Linked DNA regions of Sus scrofa: region 2 is linked to region 1. A link is a contact called in public Hi-C data. All regions are on one chromosome and are shown on one strand. Each heading gives the region's core, a stretch centred on a gene start, on an enhancer-like site or on the middle of the called end of the contact. The rest is flanking DNA. Distances are from core to core; before and after follow the strand shown. Region 1 overlaps DCP1B (mRNA-decapping enzyme 1B). Region 2 overlaps CACNA1C (voltage-dependent L-type calcium channel subunit alpha-1C).

Region 1 (5,607 bases), core at 252-2,751:
CCCTCAACCTCATGGTTCCTAGTCGGATTCGTTAACCACTGCGCCACGACGGGAACTCCAGAAACTGTTTATATGTTAATGCCAGAGTTGCTGTGTATGTCCATATGCCTGATGTTTGTATGTCCACTTTGAAGATATTTTTCTTGGGGTGATTGAGAAAGAGCCACAAAGTCGCCCAGCTTTCTAAAATCCTCCCTCTTCCTTACTTTCTTACGATGAAGATTGAAACAAAAACCCCGCCTTTCAGTAGCCAAAGTTGCGTGAGGCCAAGGAGGCTAAGAGTTTGCCGGGGCTGTTAAGCCCTCTCCCCGACCTCAGGCCCCTGGGAGCAATAAAAGTCTTCTAACAAATTCTAAAACCTTGAGCCTTTATCATCTGTTTTCTTAACCTTGGAGTCAATTCAGGCAATTATTACAAAAGCAATTTGAAAGGTTAAAAGTGAGCCCTGTGTAAATTTATTACGAAGAAAATGAAAGCCGTGTTATCTGCCCACAGATAATTGAGAGTTTATTTTTCCATTTTGAGATATTTACTGGTATGCTGATAGCCTCAAATAGTAGTTCTTAACCTTTAGGGGTCACAAACCCCTTTGAGAATCTGGTGAACTTCCTGGCTGCCGGCCTCCCTTGCCCCCTCCCTCAGATAGTTTCTGTTTTCCTGCTGTGTGCCAAGCATTGTTTTAGGGGCTCTGATCCATACCTCCCCACCTCCAAAATCCTATACACACCATTTCACATACCATTTTAGGGGATTGTGTATTGAACTGAAGCCCTCTAGAGTCAAAAAATATCTTAAAAGTAATTGTATGGCTTAAAATACTTGACATTACTACTACACAGAATCTTATTAGTAACAACAGAATGTCATTCTGTTGAGGATCTGCCCAGCAATACAAGATCTTTAACTCCTTCAAATCAGGCGCGGTGTGGAATGGGAAATGAGGATTTCGACATTTCCCGCCCAAGCAAAGAGGTGCTTGTGCATCTGAGGCTCATCACCATGTGTGAGAGCAGTGGTCAGTGGGCCCCCTTTCAGGACTTTCTCCACCGCCTCCATCTGTGCTTCTTAGAAAGAAGGAAAGACAATTGAAATTTAAAATGGTAATGTGGTCATTGCTTTGCTGTTCCAACTGAAAAACTGGCCTGTTTACCACAAGCCATCCTAGAAGCTAAAGTGTTTTCATCTGTGATTAGAGGTTGCGCACCTGCTGGGGCGTGAGTGATGACCCCTGTTTCTCTGACCTTAAGCCCAGAATTGCTTTTTTGCTGTCTCATCAGTGCTCAGCTCATGCTGAAAGGAAGCGCTCTAAATTCTGTGGTCTACAGAACCAGTATCCTGGCAATTAAAGAAGGCTCTTCACAGCCTGGTGGAAGCAGTCTTACTTTAGGGCCTTTGTTTCCCCTGTGTTGCGTTGTGACACCTGACAGCACCTTGGAGCACACAGTCTGGGTCCATGGTGCTGTCGCCCTGACCATGCCGTCCTCACAGCCTCCATACGCCATCATCTGTGATCAGGGGACTCAGTGCAGGCAGGACCTTCTCTCGAATTAGACAGGAAATGTGTATTCTCTCTGAGCTTATTTAACTTAACCATCTGGCCTGCTTACATGAGACAGACCATGCAGCGCATCATGTCAGGTGACAGACAGACACCATGTGAGAGTAAAGTTAAAGAGAGGTCGCTTTGTTTTATCCTGGACCATAAAGACTTAACATTCTCATCCTTACCCAGGAAACATGCATCGTAATGCTATTTGGACTCATGTACTGCGTTTGCAGCTTGTAGATGACTGTTTTTTATCTTTCGTTTTTTAAGAGCCCAGTTTGATATGTTAGAAGTCTAAATCTTGGCAGAGAAAAACTGGATTCCAAAACATTTTCTGAAATGCTTAAATGAGTGAGCATCTTTTTATTTCCCTAACAGTGCTTTGCATGTGGGAAGTGCTCAGTATGGCTGCATTGAGTGTTCGTTGTGTTCTTTTAGAGTCTATTTTTTATATTACTGTTTTTTGTCCAAAAATTGCTTAGAAAGTAGTTGCAAGTAATCAATTTGAAGCGATTGGATCATTACTTCTTAACCCACAGAAGGAAAAATTACAATTTTTTCATATTCTTAGGGGTTGTGGAGAAAGAAAACAATTTTAGGCAAGAACTGGTGTTAGAATTATCCTCTATTCAACCTTAGGGCCATTATTTCATAGTAGAACCAAACCATGATTTAACTATTTATAACAGAAAGGACTTTTGTCTGCTATATCCAAAATTACACTTTAAGGTCAAAATAAGAAAAGTATAGAAAGTCTGGCTCTAGAAGTAGCATTTGGCTCTTTGCTAAACCACTGTAAAATCTTAGAAATTTTTCAGCAATCATATATATATATTTTTTTCTTCTTCTTTTTACAGCCGCACTGGCAGTATATAGAAGTTCCCAGGCTAGGGGTCAAATTGGAGCTGCAGCTGCCAGCCTACACCACAGCCATGCCAGATCCTAACCCAGTGAACAGGACAGGGATCAGACCTCCACCCTCATGGATACTAGTAGGGTTCTTGACCAGATGAGCCACAGCAGGAACTCCCATGTATTTTTATAGTTAGGGTATTTCAGCAAAGCTATTCTTGTAATGAGTAAACCCTTGATTAAATAATCTGATTCAAATATGGGGAAGTCTGTTTTTCACTGGGACAAGTTTTTGACCTGTAGAAATACACTATTTTGTTTAACTTAAACATGTATTTCTCACAAACTACAATTCTATGAAACAAGACTCACTTTGCTCTATTGAGATTCACGTCAGATAATTTTCATGTGTTGCTGGGGTAAGTGACATTGCATGTGATACTTTAAGATAATTTAAGGACCTGCACACATAAGCTGTAGAATACCACTGTGAGACTTGACTGGAATATGAATATCAGTGTTCTGCTGGATCAAAGTACTGTTACTTATAATCTGGAGAGAAATGCTTGTGATTTTGCAGATGAATTGCACACTCTTTGAGCTCTTAGTTCCCAGTGCCTCACGGGTAGTCCATCAAGAAGACTGGTATTTGGAAGAAATATTGCAAAAATTAATACACATAAAATGACACCAGTGCCCGCACAGTGCCAGATCAATGGAATGTACAGTCCTAGGGAGCTGGTGACAAGACCCCACCACCACAGCTTAAGCTCAAGATTATCAGATAAACTTGGGTGGGGAGAATAAAAAGGACAACATGAGGAGCACCCCGCGCTGTGAGCATCTGGGCGGTGACCACGTTTAATTAAGCCGGAGCAGTGAGCGCTGTCATAGACGTGCCACGAGATCTTGACATCTCAGGTTCCTGTTCTGGTCAGCAGACACCTGTTGAACTTGCCACATGCTGGACATCATGTGCTCAAGTCCTGCCCACCAGGACTCAGGTCTAGTGGAGGGCACACTTCTGCAAACCCTCAGTCATGTGCTTTTCTCTAGCTGGAGGGTGTACCAAAAACCGTGGGAGCAAAGAAACATCTGAGACCGTTTCCCCCTAGAGGAGCCTTGAAGGAGCAGAAGGTCTGGGGAGGGAAGACGCCTTAGGGAGCGCAGGCTCGTGACCCTGCACCCTGGGGGCTTTGGGGATTAGCCAACAAGGTTATGGACAAAATGAAGATATAAACTTAAATGGCCAACAAAACAGAATGAGTTGTTCCAATTCGTATTTACTGTTACCTGTGACTTTTCCTACTTCCTAATTTTTTAAATGTTTATACTCTGTTAAACCTCCTAGACTAAAGCTACTTTCCCTTGAAATAAATAAAATTAGAAAGTTAGTGTGTAATGAGGAAGATTCCATGAAACCTTTCATGAACCTGGGGGTGGGGGTGGACCTGAAGATTCCCATGGGGGATCTTGGTCTAGTTACGTGGCACGCATTTGTTACAAATGAGCACATTTTGAAGGATAAATCCATCTTGTTCTTTGACGATAAAACTTCTCATTTGTAGTTGGAGATCCATATTAATTTCATCCAAAGTAATGTACTGCTCTAGTAGAGAGGCTGCTTTTGTTGCTGTTGTTTATGATGTTAATTTTGTAATGAAGTTAATTTATTTCACAAAGGGGAGGTGGTTTTTGCTTCACAGATTGTCTAGGTTTTCTACTGTTTCCCCCCAAATGTTCATGAGTATTAGTCACTCATCAAATAGAAACTGCTTCTCGTCTCCTGTGTACCTTCTAGTATTTGGAGGTCATGGGACCACTGATTTGTGAGGTGCAGTAAAACAATGTCATGTGAAAAGAACCAGACCAAGATAACAGTGCTATGTAGACGCGAGGGGGCCAGTGCAGATTTCCTTTTACAAGATCGTGTCCGTGTTTGGACAGTGAAGCAAAGGCAGACGGTGAATGAAAGAACATTGCTCTGAAGGCATTAAAGAACGCGCAGAAGGATCGTGGCCTCAGCACAGAGCAACCAGATGGGGAGAAGTACCAAGTTAGTACGGAGCAGCCCCCCAGCCAAGCCTGGGCACCGCGGTCCTGCCCACAGACCCGACCAGGCACCCCACCCCCAGCACCCCAAGCACCTGGCCTCTCGTGCCCAGCTACTTCCCGGCATCCTTTTGAGAGTTTGAACCTTATTTTAAACAAGTCAGATTCCCATCTCTGATAACCAAGCCTACAAATCAATCAAATGTGAAAATTGTGTTGCTGTTTCTTTATATATTTCGCTTGTCAGGCTGGGAGAGGGGCATATTTTATGGAGACAGGTTGGACTGGGACACATGACCGTGGCCGTGGCAGACCTCCTTAACTCGTGACGGGGGGGGGGGGGGGCTGATCCACACCCCTGCACCGCCTCCAGCTCTAGCATTCCTCCGCCCCATTTCCTAAGTGTTTAACCAGCTTGTGATCTTTCGGAAGGCTAGTAGCAGTGTGTGTGTGTGCTTCCTACTGAACACCCAGTGCCCAGTCACCATCATTGGGCTCAAGCTGTAAAACTGGAACTGGATAAATGTACAATAATCCAAGAAGTTCTGTATTCAAGCAAAGTCTCAAAACAAGTGTTCACACCAAATATATGATGAGATGTTCTTGCTCCTTCCATTGTTCCACTCATTTGTGAAAGACTTCAGGAAAGAATGGAATTTGAAGGAATTTTTCAATTTTTGGCTATCTTTAAGTGCCCAGGAGAGGTTTGTGTCATTTACACTGCCTGGTTTCCATGGCTTTCCTAGTAAAAAGAGAGGACTTAAACATCTCCTTTGCTGTATATTGACCAAAAATATATATATATTTCCTATCCTTTTAAGAGAACTTAGATTATTTTTAAAGCGCATGAGAGCACCCCGAATCAAACACCTAACCCTGCCTCCTTCACCTTCACCCCTGCAGTTGTGGCCTATCTACCTACCAACTATATGGAAATATGCCTTATTCTTGAAAGTTGCACAAACATTAGAGTGAATCCTTTACTGAAAGATTGCAGGCCATCTTCATGATTTGGAGTTGAAAGTTGTTTGGGGTCAAATATAGAACAAATGATACATGTCTTAAGAGAATAGATTTATAGAAGTATTCATTAGGAACGTAATCTAGGCACAAGGTAAATTCCCAAGAACTTCCAAAGTGAATTCCATGCACCATGC
Region 2 (5,675 bases), core at 1,663-4,162, 270 kb before region 1:
CCACAGCTGCCGGAAATCTGTGCTTAAAGAGGCAGGACCTCACTCGTGCTAACTTGAAATCCTAAGGAAACCGGATCTAAAAGGGTTTTTAAAGATCAGATAATTGAATCCCTCATTTGAACAGATGATAAAGCAAAGGGCAGAAGAGAAACGATGATGGTGTGTCAAGCTGGTCACACGTTCCTGAAAGTGCATGGCAATTCTGGGAGGCAGACGCATAGTCACGGTACAGAACCCTTCCTCAAGCCCCACATTGAGGAACCTGGGGCTGCTGACCGGTGCCTAGGCCCCAAGTCCTACGGGTGAGGGCGAGGGCGGGAGGGCCCATCCAGGCCCAGATTCTGGGCACACAGCCAGGCTCGTGGGGCCCTTGATGGGGCCCAGGGCTCCCAGGAGGTCTACATTGGCCAGTCATCCAAAGTCACAGCAGGTTGGGAAACAAAGGCCCTGGGGCAGAAATTAAACTGATAAATGTTTAATATGACCTCCTTTCCCAAGGAAATTTCAGCTATGGAGCAAATCTACCTCATCTCAGTACATTTCTAGGAACTGTCCATACTCCTTTGTCACACCAGAATCTTGCTTAACATTGGGTGGAAATAAGCTCCCCCAACCCATCCCCGGGGTCTGGCCATGTTTTATTAGAGGTTCTACAGGTGGTTCTTGGGTTGTGTTTTAAAAGAATGAAGGTCGGTTCAGAAGACATTTTCCAGTGCTGCGTCATGTTTGCTATTTCCTTCCAGATTAGTAAAGATAATGCCTGGCCACGTGGCATGGGTCTGAGGAACCAGGAACTCCTACGTCTGCTGTTGAGAATCTAGATTTGGACCAACATTTGTGTTCCTCGCCAACACAGAGCGCGAGGCGTAACTGTGACCTGGGAATCCCACGCGTGGAATTTACTGTCAGGAAAAGGCACATGCAAAAAGAGATGCACGTGGATTAAGGCTATCAATTGTCTGTGCTTCGTATCATTGTGCATATCGTAAAGGTGAACAGAGAAGAACACAGGTGATGAGTGAAGACAGCCTCACTGATCACACAAGGAACTGATTCAACACATTATGGCACCTTCGTGTAGTTCAATACTAGGTACATACTGAAATGACGCTGTAGATTCATACATACCAGAGAAGCACAGCCATAGTCTGTAAGTAAAGAAAAATCAGGGTACACAGCACTATGTAGCAGGTTCTTTTTTAAACATTTTAAAACTTTTCTGCATTTGTGTGGTTAAGGCTGGAAGGATATACACAAAAAGACCCCAGTGTCCCTGAGGTCTACGATTCTGAAGGGATTTCTCCCCCTACTTTTTAAATGTCTTTTAATTGTTCCATAATGATTGCATATTACTTATGTAATTATACTTTAAAATTTTTTTCTTAAATTAAAACAAAGCTGACTGAAATCTGGAAAACAGAGCGAAAGTAGTTTTCCGGTAAAACAACACTGTAGCTCACAGTGAGAGGAGTGAAGCCAGCTCACAGTGGTCACACTGCCGCTCTCTGTGGGGTGTGCTGGGGAGGGGGAGGCGTATGGAGGAGGAGGGGAGTCCTGACCTCTTCGGCCTCAGCCACTCCTACCCCACTTCCAGGGCCCCCCTCGGTGTCCACGGTCCCCTGCTCCTAACACCACAGGGCTCACTGGGCCCCACTCTCCTGGTCACTCTGCTCCAAAGTCCCTTCAAACTCTCCTCCCCACCCCTCAGGCCTCACCCAGCCTCTGGGGACCCACAGACCAGTTGGGATCACCCTTTTGTGGTCACTGTGGGGTGGGGAGTGAGCATCTCTGGTGGGGGTGGGGGTGTCTCTGGTTTGGGGGGGTCTGGTGTCTCTGGTTTTGGGGGTGGGGTTGTCTTGTTCAGGAGAAGGAGGTGTCTCTGGTTAGGGGGTGGGCATCTTTGGTTTAGGGGGCACGTCTTTGGTTTGCAGGCACTTTGGGCTCCAGCACACCTGAGCAACGCACCAGGTCCTGACCAGTGTGCCTTGACTAGACGTCGCCTCTCTCCCTTGGCACCTAGTTTAGGCAGCCTCTTGCCCAAAAGGAGCCCACCCTGCAGCCTCATCTGCTCTTGACTCCATGGTGATGCCACTACGCCCACAGAGATGCCCACTTCATTCAGATTCTCTGACTTACTGGTTCAGAAGGGGTACTTCTAGTTAAATAGCCCCTTGCCAGACACCAGAGAGGGTATTACAGAAAAAACCAGAGTTACAGCCCTCCCACCTGACACACAGCCGGGCCTGGGACCTATGGCTGGCCGCGGCCTGGTCCAGCACCCGGGGAAGGTCAGCCCGTCCACAGAGAACACAGTTGTTGCTGGTGAGCGGGGAGGGACAGCGGAAGGACCAAGCTGTGCAGAGGGGATCCAGTACTGAGAGCTGGACTTGATCCTGCGAGAGCCCTTCCAGGGGCCAAAGTAGGAAAAGGGCCCAGGGTGGAGAGTGGGGGGCAGGCTGTGGGCCGTGGGGGGCTGAGACCAGACCGGGGTTAGAGGAGGGTGGCTGAGGCTTTCAGAGGGACCAGGAGGCTGGCATCCCACCTCACCGGCATCTTCCGTGGGTGCAACGCCCCCGGATGGATGGCACTGGGGGCTAAACCACACAGCCCTAGACAAATGTTGGCCATTATGATTAAACGGCTGAGACAGTATTTTGTCAGCAGCTTAGTTCTGCTCAGTTGAACACCGTGCTGCAAACAGCTCACCAAATACCAAACAGGACTTTGTTATTTGGGGAAGAGATTCAGGAGCTTTCATGGAACACTGGAAAATCTAAACAGCGGCTGAAAACATGACCGTCCCCGCTCCCAGGAGAGGCTGGAGGGGGGCCACCTCTGATCACTGGGCCCCTTGGCCACGCCCAGAGGTACTTAGCGCCAGAGGTCTGAGTTGAGGGAAAAGAGAAGGAAGCCCTCAAACCAAGGGCACTGGCTTCCTCTGGGTTTGCTTATCCCGTGAGGTACACGGGGTCCCTTCTACCCACGTGAGCAGGGCCTGGACAGACGCCAGCCCAGTGCCCAAGCTCCTGACAGCTGGGGATGGTAAGACTGAAGCCTTGGATGGGATCTTGTGGCTGGACTATTCCCCCACTCCCACCTTCTGTAAGGGGCTGCTCCCCTGAGTCTGGCAAAGAGCCCAGGACACAATCAGCTTTCAAGTTCTACTGTGTCTACTGGAAGTCCGCATAATAGGATGGAGGGACGGACAGACAGACAGATGGTGAAAAACAATCTGGTCCAATCAAGATGAGACCATCTGCTGCTTCCCCTCTTTCAGAGGGACCACCTTTTCCTTCACATTTTTTCCTCTTAGAAAAATCCCCTCCCCAGGACCCTCACCTGCCCAAACACCTGCTCCATCCCTTCCTCCAGCCCCCCTCCAGGTCTGCCTGTGGGACTCTGTTGACTCTAATGCTGATGGGGCCAGAAGGCTCTTCCGGGTATGGGACAAATGCTTTCAGGGGTGAGGGGAAAGCTCCCTGCAGAAGGGCAACAGATTTTTACCTAAACATTATGCTTCGTTTCCGTTTTTCACTAAGCACAAGCCAACCCCCCTCCCCCTTAAGCCCCATCTCCCGTCGAACAGACTATTCCTGCCCATCTGAGTCATGCATCTCTGGGCAGCCAGACCCTCTGACTCACTGTGGTTGAGATCCAGATTCACAACATCGCAGAGCTGCTAAAAATAGGGACCTGTACCTGGGCCCCAAAATAGGACAGAGACAAACACGGCTCTTTAAAACACTACTGCCCTACCTGTAATGCAAAAAGCAAACAGGGGCTAGAACTGTGCTCTTTTACATGAACCTAAATGTAAATAAGCCACTGCGAATCCTCTGGAAATCAACTGGCTATGTGGACAGGTACCAGAGACAGAAAGCAGATGGGCAGACTTGGAATAATTATACCTAACACATTCTGGTGGTTTTTATCAGAACGTTCTAGATCTTTAAATTAGCATGGGGTATATCCACAGCAGGGGCAGGGAAACGAAACTTCCCCATTGGAGCTTTCATGGTACTTTCTCCCTTGAGAACCAATGTGCCTTAAAATAGTTGGGCAAATTGTCAGAGAGAAACAGAGGATGCTTAGGGTTTTCTCCCTGTATAAAAAATCTCATAGCTTTTCCCACTGCTTATGAACCATTTGAACTTGAATGGCCTTAGGACCAGCCTTGATTTTACACTAGCTGTACTTTCGAGAAAGACACCTACACCACTGTCATGTATTCTTTTTTTGGCCAAAGTTGTGACAGCTTAACTTCATTCTGAATGTACCACGGGCTTTACCTGCTCTGCCTCATGCGACCTCATGGTGACCTGGGATGTGGCTGGCCCATGTCATCACTTTCTGTTTAAACGCTCAGAGGGAGAGGTGGCCCAGGGGCCACGACAGAGCCGGTCTCTGACCCAGGACCCCACTCCCGATGTCGTGCACACAGAGAAGGTCTGGGAGGCGAGACAGCAGCAGGCCTGCTCCCCAGGGAAAGGTGGGGGCCCGTGGGGGGAGGGCATGGTGCTCTCTCTGTCTCATGGGGGGCCCATCAGGTAATGCCCCCCGCCCCTTGTGGACGTGCCCATGGTTCTGCATTCCAGGTCATTGCTCAATGTGGAGTAACTGACCTAAGGAAAACCACCTCTGGAGACTGTCTTCCAGAGGAAGGAACTGGCTCCTAACACAACACACTGCAGCTGCTTGTTTGATGGGTGTTTTTAAACCCCAATGATTTCCGGCAGGTGGCAGGCTGCAGCCTTGCAGGCATGGAGTCCCGAGTATGGGACAGACATCATCAGGGCTGCCGGGGGACCCAGGCCCAAACTCTGGCAGCCGAGGGAGGCTCACCCTCCACTGTCACCCTGACGTCAGTGGCCCGGCCTCTAGCCTCTGTCTTCACCCTTGCTGGGGTGAGTCAGGGGGCTGCGGCGTCATGGCTGCTGGAGAGAGGACTGTCCTCGCGTGGCCCAGACAGCTTTAGACTCTCGCTGCTGCTTTATTTGTTGTTGTTACTGCTTTCTGTTTGCACATGGTCAAAATGCAGTATTACTGAAAACTACTTAAAAGTAAGGAAAAAAGGCTACACCTGAGAGGCAGCCTCTTAAGGTTTTCTTCCGGAGCTTGTAATGCATATTTTGGATCTAATGGAGATTCCGTTGCTGTCCTGTGTTTCAGGTATGCTGTGGGACACGGCGGGGTAAGCAGCATCTGGTCGCGCTGTCGACAATGCTCCTGGACGTCATTTAGGGCCATCCTATTGCACAGCGCTCAGACCAGCCCTGCTGTGAATATTTAGCTTGTCTCCAACTTTTTTTTCTTTTTGGCCACGCTCACAGCATCTGGAAGTTCCTGGGCCAGGGGTCAATCCGAGCCACGGCTGTAAGCTGCACCACAGCTGTGGCAACACTGGATCCTTAACCCACTGTGCCACAGTGGGAACTCCTGTCTCCAACTTTTTACCTTTGAAAGCAACACCGCAAGAAGGTGTTGTGCATAAATCTTTACACACCCGTATATTCTCTTTAAGGAGAAATGAGGTTAAAAGTTACAAATATTTTTAGGCTTCTCAATATGAACTGCCAAGTTGCAGTTCAGAAAGGGTGGGCAAAGCCACCCCGACAAGAGGATGAGAGATTTTGTCTGCCACGTTGTGGTCCTCTCATTTGCTTATTCTTGCTTCT

Evidence for each region. A called contact is a pair of places that touch in the nucleus more often than the background predicts.
Region 2: a Hi-C map of fetal heart ventricle shows a contact between it and region 1, with 2.3 times the contacts expected there. The contact joins two enhancer-like sites. A contact is called at or near these places in 2 of 47 Hi-C or Micro-C datasets (embryonic fibroblasts and fetal heart ventricle).

What each region holds. Positions count from the first base shown.
Region 1 is chr5:68,942,300-68,947,906 of Sscrofa11.1, reverse strand. All of the region lies in intron 3 of DCP1B (mRNA-decapping enzyme 1B), which reads left to right. Among named protein-coding and RNA genes, the nearest start is that of DCP1B, 31 kb to the left of the region's middle. Within about 2 kb of position 1,501, at least 4 of the 83 cell types and tissues checked have an H3K27ac peak or open chromatin away from gene starts, as enhancers often do.
Region 2 is chr5:69,210,973-69,216,647 of Sscrofa11.1, reverse strand. The region is part of intron 4 of CACNA1C (voltage-dependent L-type calcium channel subunit alpha-1C); the gene reads right to left. Among named protein-coding and RNA genes, the nearest start is that of CACNA1C, 200 kb to the right of the region's middle. Within about 2 kb of position 2,912, at least 23 of the 83 cell types and tissues checked have an H3K27ac peak or open chromatin away from gene starts, as enhancers often do.